Regions from separate parts of the Canis lupus genome. Here region 2 is linked to region 1. A link is a contact called in public Hi-C data. All regions are on one chromosome and are shown on one strand. Each heading gives the region's core, a stretch centred on a gene start, on an enhancer-like site or on the middle of the called end of the contact. The rest is flanking DNA. Distances are from core to core; before and after follow the strand shown.

Region 1 (3,303 bases), core at 587-3,086:
CATCCAGGTCATCGGCACACTGCCAAGAGGGGCGCCCAGGGTGATGTTACCACAAACCCCCTGCCCAGCGCCCCAGCCTGGGACCCACTTACTCAGAGAAAGAACACAAGCCCAGACAGCCCGAGGCCTCATTAGGAGAAACAATTCTATTCTCCCAGAATGGTCTCAGTGAGTAGGCCCCCCTGGAGGCATCCCACGACAAAGCCCTAAGCCCCACATCCCCAAGCCCTGCAGCTCCCCACACCCTTTCCCTAGCCAGGCCTGGTCTTTATTCTAGGCCTCTGGCTATCTTCCTGTTGCTTGGGCCAGTGGTTCCAAAGCAACACTAGGACTTCAATCCTCAAGGGGAGCCGTGTGCACCCTAGATTTCTCCCTCCTCGCTCCAGTCTCTGGAGGAGCGAGGTCTAGCACATAGCACAGCAGCTCATAAAGGAGCTAGGACCACCTTGCCCCCACCCCATCCCCACCTCCTGACTGGTGGCAGTCAAGCTCACCTGGACAGTCTCTATGACAACAGAGAAGGTGTGGTCCTGGCAGTCCTGGGCCAGCAGGTAGTGGCAGACCCCACTGAAGGTGAAGTACCTGTTGTCGAAGCTCTTGAAGTGGGACTGTCCTGTGACCAGACACTCGCCTGGAGGGACACAGAGGAAGGCGGTAAGCACAGGAGGAGGGGAAGGGCTCCCCTTGGGGTGGCAAAGGAGGGATGCATGGGCACACCGGGCACCTCCTGTGGAACGCCACAGGCATCCTTCCCCACACCAGTCTGAAAACAAGTTCGACGGGGGGACTCTAACTCAGGTCCCAGACCTCACACCACAAGAGCCCAGAGGTGGATCTTCAGCTCAATGCCTCACTTACCAAAAGGACAACCAAGAGAAGTGACAGCCACACACACAAGCCGCAGCTTGAGCTCCCAGTTCAGGGTGGCTCCCAGTCCTTCCCCACCGCCACCCCACAGGTTCTGGCTCTTGGGGGGAGGCCTTTCTCTGCACTGCTGTTGTGGGGGGCTCTGGGGCATGGCCTGACCCAGGAGAGGCCTCTGAGGCAAGCAGGCAGAAAGGCCAGCCCAGATGGAGAACTGGGGGGGGGGGGGGGTGAGACAGGCATTCTCCAGGCTCAGCAGGGCAGGGGCCAGGGCGCCATCCTCGCCCCGCAGCCGAGGGGTGGCTCTAAGGCCTTCTCATGGGCAAGTCAATGTTGTGACTTCAGTTGGGGCCAATGGGGGGCCAGGAGGCCATCTGCCCATGATCTCACCACCACCCAAGCCAGTTCCCTAGCTCAGGCTGACACATCTGTGGGTGGGTACGAGGACTCCCCTTCATCATTCCCCATTGCAGAGCCCTCAGCTCACCCTCCACCTGACCCTGTTCCGTCCTCCCCCAGACCACAACCCAGCCGTGCGGCTGGCCCTGTGCACTTCCAACCAGTGACCACACATCCTGGAGAGTGTCCATGTGGGGTGGGGTGGGGGACCTCTGCCAAGGTCTCCAGGGATCCCCTATAGGCCCCACCCCAGCTCAGGGCAATCCCATCTCCAGAGACTACAATAGGCCCATTGAAGCTGAAGCGGGCATCTGGATCCCTTCCCAAACTCCTTCTATGTATTTCCTCCCATCTGGGCCTTCTACATTTTAGAAAAATAAATATAGACACACACCATGGCCATTCTGTAAAAGTAGGGGGCCCTCCTTCCCACCCAGTCACCCTTGACCTCCAAACTGCAGACACCTGTTCTCCACAGCACTAATCCCGTCTAAACCTCAAGTTCCGCCTGAGAGGGTATTATAGCCAGTGCCACCTGGGCCCACCCCCCAGGGCTGATGCTGGCTCCGTCACATGATCAGGGGGTTCTCAGAGGCAGCAGAGAGATTCCAGCCGCTCATCTATCAAAGATAAGCTCCACAGGCCCCCTCCACCTGCCGCCTTAGGCCCACACTAGCACTGAAGGGCACGGCAGGCATAGCTTTGCATCCAGGTGTGGTCCTGCCTTCGGTGTGTGCTGGAAGGCAGGGCCAGGGAGAGGAGCCTCAGCGTACTATGAGTGTCCTCTGACTGTCCCCCCAGGGCAGCTGACCTCTTCCTGGGACAGGAAGCTACACTCAGCCCAGAAGAAATTAGGAGAAATTAGGGAGGCCCCAGATCATTGTCAGCATCACCCTCTGTGATAATAAAAAATATAGTCTTTATTCCTGGTTCCTGACACAGAGCTCCTAAAACCCTTGGAATATCCTGGGTGATAGGAGCATCTTTTGCTCTAATGAAACCACTCTTGGTGGGCCCCTGGGTAGTAGCTTCAGGGGGGCTTGCTCACCAGAAAGACCCAGGCAAGATGAGAGTTGGAACTTTCAGCACCCCGCGCCCCTCCCCCCAGCCTCCAGGGACAGGAGAGAGGCTGAGGATTGATGATCCATCATGCCTGTGTAATAAAACCTCCATTAAAACCCCTAAAGAAGAGGACTTGGCAAGCTTCTGGGTTCGTCAATGTATCCACAAGCAGGAGGGTGGCCACACCCCAGTTCCACAGGGACAGAAGCTCCTGTGCTCAGGACACTTCTGGTCTTTGCCCCATGCATCTCTTCATCTGGCTTTTGATTTGTATCCCTTATAATATCCTTCATAGCAAACCAGTAATAATAAGTAAAATGCCTGAGTTTTGTGAGCCACTCTCACAAATTACTGACCCTGAATCAGGCATTGTGGGAACCCCCAACTGGTAGCCAAGCCAGACAGATGGGGGCACCCTGAGAACCCTGTACTTATGATCAGCATCTGAAGTCAGGCTGTCTGAGGGGATCGAGCCCTTAACCTGCTGGGTCTGCACTGATTCCTGGTCGTTAGTGTCAGAATTGAACCATAGGACACCCAGTTGGTTTCCAGAAAGTCGAAGATTTGGTTAGCTTGGGGAAAAATCACACACATTTGGTGTCAGAAGTGTTGAAGTAGGAACAGCTTGTGTCTTCCCACTGTGTTGCCCCCAAAGGGGAGCAAGAGTGAGGAGTCACCATCCATGGAAGGCAGAGTAGCACAGGCAGGAAGGTGGGGGCAAGGGTCATCCCAGCTGATTGTAAATGTGCTGAAATTCCAAATCCATGGGGTCACAGGAAAGCCTTTCTAAAACAGCGACTTCTCAGAACCCACCATCATCCTGCAAACAGAGTGGGGTGGCCCTTTGTGTCTAATGTCTTGACCCGATGGCAATAAAGTGGGTGGGAATTCTTCCCCTGACCTTTCTCTGTTTTCTCAGGAGCGCTCTTATCTGAGTATGAAAGTGGACTTGCATCAGTTCTGACAAGGCCTAGGAAA
Region 2 (3,664 bases), core at 1,115-3,614, 93 kb after region 1:
GTCATGGCCTTGTTCTGGGACAGTTTGCTTGTCTATCTCCTTGTTCAGGCCATGAGCTCCTTGAGGTTGGGGATTGAGTCTACTCATCTCTCCATCCTTGACTTAACCACAGCCCATAAATATTCATCGAATCTATGAATAAAAGATGAGGAGAGGCCTTCTGTTTCCTTCTAATTCTCACCCCCACCCCTCTTATTTTGCTCCCACAGCAGAGAGGCAGAGCAGGGCAGGAGTAAGAAAGAGAAAAGGAAATGTTTACTCCAATATCCACCCAGGGGTTTTCTCTCCCAATCGGGCTCCAGGCTCGGCCTGACATAATATGGGAAGTCTTTCTCCTTGGCCTTTCTATTACTGGACAAGTGCTAGGTTTGAGTTGAGTGGACCTAAGGGAACAGCTCTGTCTACCAGGCCCCTGCCTTACCCCCAGGACATTCTGTGGTAGCATCCACCCCACCAGGAGAGGCCCAACCATCCACTGTGGTCACAAAAGGGACTCTACTGCCCCTGTTCATTATAAGCACAGACATTTTGTCAAAGCATGTCTGACTGGGCCCAGGAGGTAGCAGGGTGGTGAAGCAACAAGGCTCATTCCTTCCCATTCTACAGAATTCATCCATTTACAATGTGTACTGAGTGCTCCAAAGAGCCAGGCACTGAGGACACAGCCCTGAATGAACACAAAAGGTCCCTGCCTCCTGGACCTACAGTCTAGTAGGGGGGGAGAAGATGGGGGAGAAGATGTTGAACAAGTAACTGTTGAGACATTGTGTGGGGACTATAGAGCAGGGGAGGAGGCAGCAGAGGAAAGGAGCAACCAAGAGAATAAATAGAATGAAAAAAAGCCAGAACCAGAAGAATCCTCACAAACCAGCTCCTCTTCTCCCTTCTCCCTAAATTCCAGAACTCAAGGGACGTGGAGAGGAAGCATTACTGGCCAGGAGTGGTATTGTATCCGTTTCCTGGGGCTGCCAGAACCTACCACAGAGAGGGGTGTGGGGTTGAGGAGGGTGCTAAACAGCAGGAACATATTGTGTCATGGCCCCAGGGGCCAGAAGTCTGAGATGAAGATGTGAGCAGGGCTGGTTCTTATGGACATTGTGAGGGACAGCGTCTCAGCCTCTCCCCCAGCCTCTGGTGGTCTGTGGGCCATCACTGCTGCTCCTTGGTCTGTAGGTGGTGTTCTCCCTGTGTCTTCACAATGTCTTCCCTTTGTCCGTGTCTCTTTCTCTTCACAGGGCCTTCATGAGTGTGTGTGTGTGTGTGTGTGTGTGTGTGTGTGTGTGTGAGAGAGAGAGAGAGAGAGAGAGAGAAATATATGCTAAAAAAATTTACCATTTCAAGATGCCTGGGTAGCTCAGTGGTTGAGCATCTGCCTTCGGCTTAGGTCATGATCCCAGGGTCCTGAGATCAAGTCCCACGTGGGGCTCCTGGCAGGGAGACTATCTCTCCCTCTGCCTGTGTCCCTGCCTCTCTCTGTGTCTTTCATAAATTAAAAAAAAAAAATCTTAAAAAAAAAAATTTACCATTTCAACCATTTTGAAGCATAGAGTTCAGTGGCATTAGGCACATTCACTATGTTGGGCAACCATCACTATCATCCATCCCAGAACTTTTGCATCTTCCCGAACTGAAACTGTCTGCATTAAACACTAACTCCCCATTCCCCACTCCCCTGGCCCCTGGGAGCCCCACTCTGTGGGCTGTCTCTATGGGTCTGACTGTTCTAGGTGCCTCATAAGTGGAATCATATGTTTGTCCTTTTGTGTCTGGCTGATTGCACTTAGCATGACATCTTTCAAATTCATCCATATCAGGACACCTGGGTGGCTCAGCAATTGAGCAGCTGCCTTGGGCTCAGGTCATGATCCCAGGGTCCTGGAATCAAATGCTGCATTGGACTCCCTGCAGGGAGCCTGCTTTTCCCTCTGCCTATGTCTCTGCCTCTCTGTGTGTGTCTCTCATGAATAAATAAAATCATAAAAAAAAAAGATTCATCCAAATCTGCATGGCATTCTTTTTAGGACAACACAATCATAGTGGATTAGACCACACTCTGCTCTAGTATCATCTTATTTTAACTTGACTGATTAATTGTCCTTATTGCCAATTGCAGTCACATTCTGAGGTACCTCAACATATGACTTGAAGGGGGGTGGGGGGACAATCAACCCATAGTAGGTATGCACTGACCAAGACAGAGATGGGGAATACAGAACAGGCATCTCTGACGGGCAGAGTGGGAGGGGTGGATGAGCAAGGTCTTTGTTTTGTTAACCTCTAACCCTCTATACTCCCTACTGGGGCCAGTTCCCTGGCTCATTTCCCCAGGCTGGCTGACTCACTACACAGGAAGGGATGGGCAGGAACAGCTGGCTGGTGAGCCAGGGACCTCTCACCTCTGGCCAGGCCTAGCAGGGCCTCCTGGGGAGTCCCACACACCAGCCCTCCCCACTCTGGGTCCCACCTGGATGGCGGGTGACCACTTAACCCTCAGAGGGAGGCCAAGGAGGCCCCTTTCTCCCTTGACAATGTCCTTATCCAGGGGCCCAGCTGTCCTAGCCCAGAGGCTTCTGCTGCAAGTCACATGCATCCACACATATTAAGCACTCCCTTCCTTTTCAACAAATATGTATTAAAACTCACTGAAGGTCTGGTATAGGCCCTAGAGATAGAATGGCAAATAAAAGGAACAGCTATTTTCCCTGTGAAGTTTACATTCAAGTGGAAGGAGACAAAGACAACAAATCAACCGTAGACTGAGGCAGGTGGTGAGGAGGGTTATGGAGGTAACAAAGCAGGGGAGGAGGGAACAGGTGGGCTGGGCTGGGCTGAGTCATTTGTAAAGTTGAGAAGCCATCCACTAGCAGAGATCCAAAAGAAGGAGGGATCCTGGGCATGAGATCCAGGCCCAGGCCTAGGGAAGAGCAAGTGCCCTTCCAGGCCCCAGGAGGAGTGCACCTGTTGACTCTTGAAACAGCCCAGAGTCTGGGGAGTGGGGACCTAGGGTGTTGGGAGAAGTACTCCATAGTCTGTGGGCCTTCAGGAATTGGGTTTTACCCTGAGGATGTAGGGATGAAAAAGCAATAAGAACAAACTGTCCCATGCCTTCAGGGAACTTCCAGTCTAGGTTTGGAAGTGGAGCATTCCCCAGACTTGAAGCTTGCCTTGAGAGGCTGGAATGCGGTCTGCCCAGTGGGTGCGGGGGGGTGGGGGTGGAGTATGGGAAACACCGCAGGTCTCAATTTAGAAGCCTGGTTTTCTGTGTCATTGTTGGTTTAAGACTCTGTTCAGAAGGGGGTTGTTTGTTCATTTTAAATTTAAATTGGGAGGGAAAGTGCAGTAATCTCTGGGTTAACCACTTTGGCCTCTCCAGCCACAGCTAACCCTATGCCATGCAAGGCAGGACACAGCATGTGTGTCTGTGTGTGCGTGCATGCACACGCACGCATGCACGGGGGCAGCGTACAACACCCTCCCCAGCCAGCCCCTTGGGCCAAAAAGGAGATGGTATCTTCCTCTCATCATCTTCCCTTGTCCCCTCCAGCTTTAGTTTCCTGGGACTCTTCCTTTCTGCTGGAGGGAGAGACAGGGCAGGTACATGAGATGGAGGAAGGAGCTGGGGAGACACTTTGGGGCGTGTGTGTGCCAAAAACAGATGTGTACA

The links. A called contact is a pair of places that touch in the nucleus more often than the background predicts.
Region 2: a Hi-C map of skin fibroblasts shows a contact between it and region 1, with 2.6 times the contacts expected there. The contact joins two enhancer-like sites. A contact is called at or near these places in 3 of 9 Hi-C or Micro-C datasets (amygdala, blood and skin fibroblasts).

What each region holds. Positions count from the first base shown.
Region 1 is chr27:7,210,460-7,213,762 of UU_Cfam_GSD_1.0, forward strand. It overlaps VWF (von Willebrand factor), which reads right to left. Exons shown (of 52, transcript NM_001002932.1): 11 at 495-631; 12 at 1-19. Among named protein-coding and RNA genes, the nearest start is that of VWF, 46 kb to the right of the region's middle. Within about 2 kb of position 1,837, at least 5 of the 20 cell types and tissues checked have an H3K27ac peak or open chromatin away from gene starts, as enhancers often do.
Region 2 is chr27:7,303,262-7,306,925 of UU_Cfam_GSD_1.0, forward strand. All of the region lies in intron 1 of LOC119866432 (a long non-coding RNA gene), which reads right to left. Among named protein-coding and RNA genes, the nearest start is that of CD9, 13 kb to the right of the region's middle. Within about 2 kb of position 2,365, at least 8 of the 20 cell types and tissues checked have an H3K27ac peak or open chromatin away from gene starts, as enhancers often do.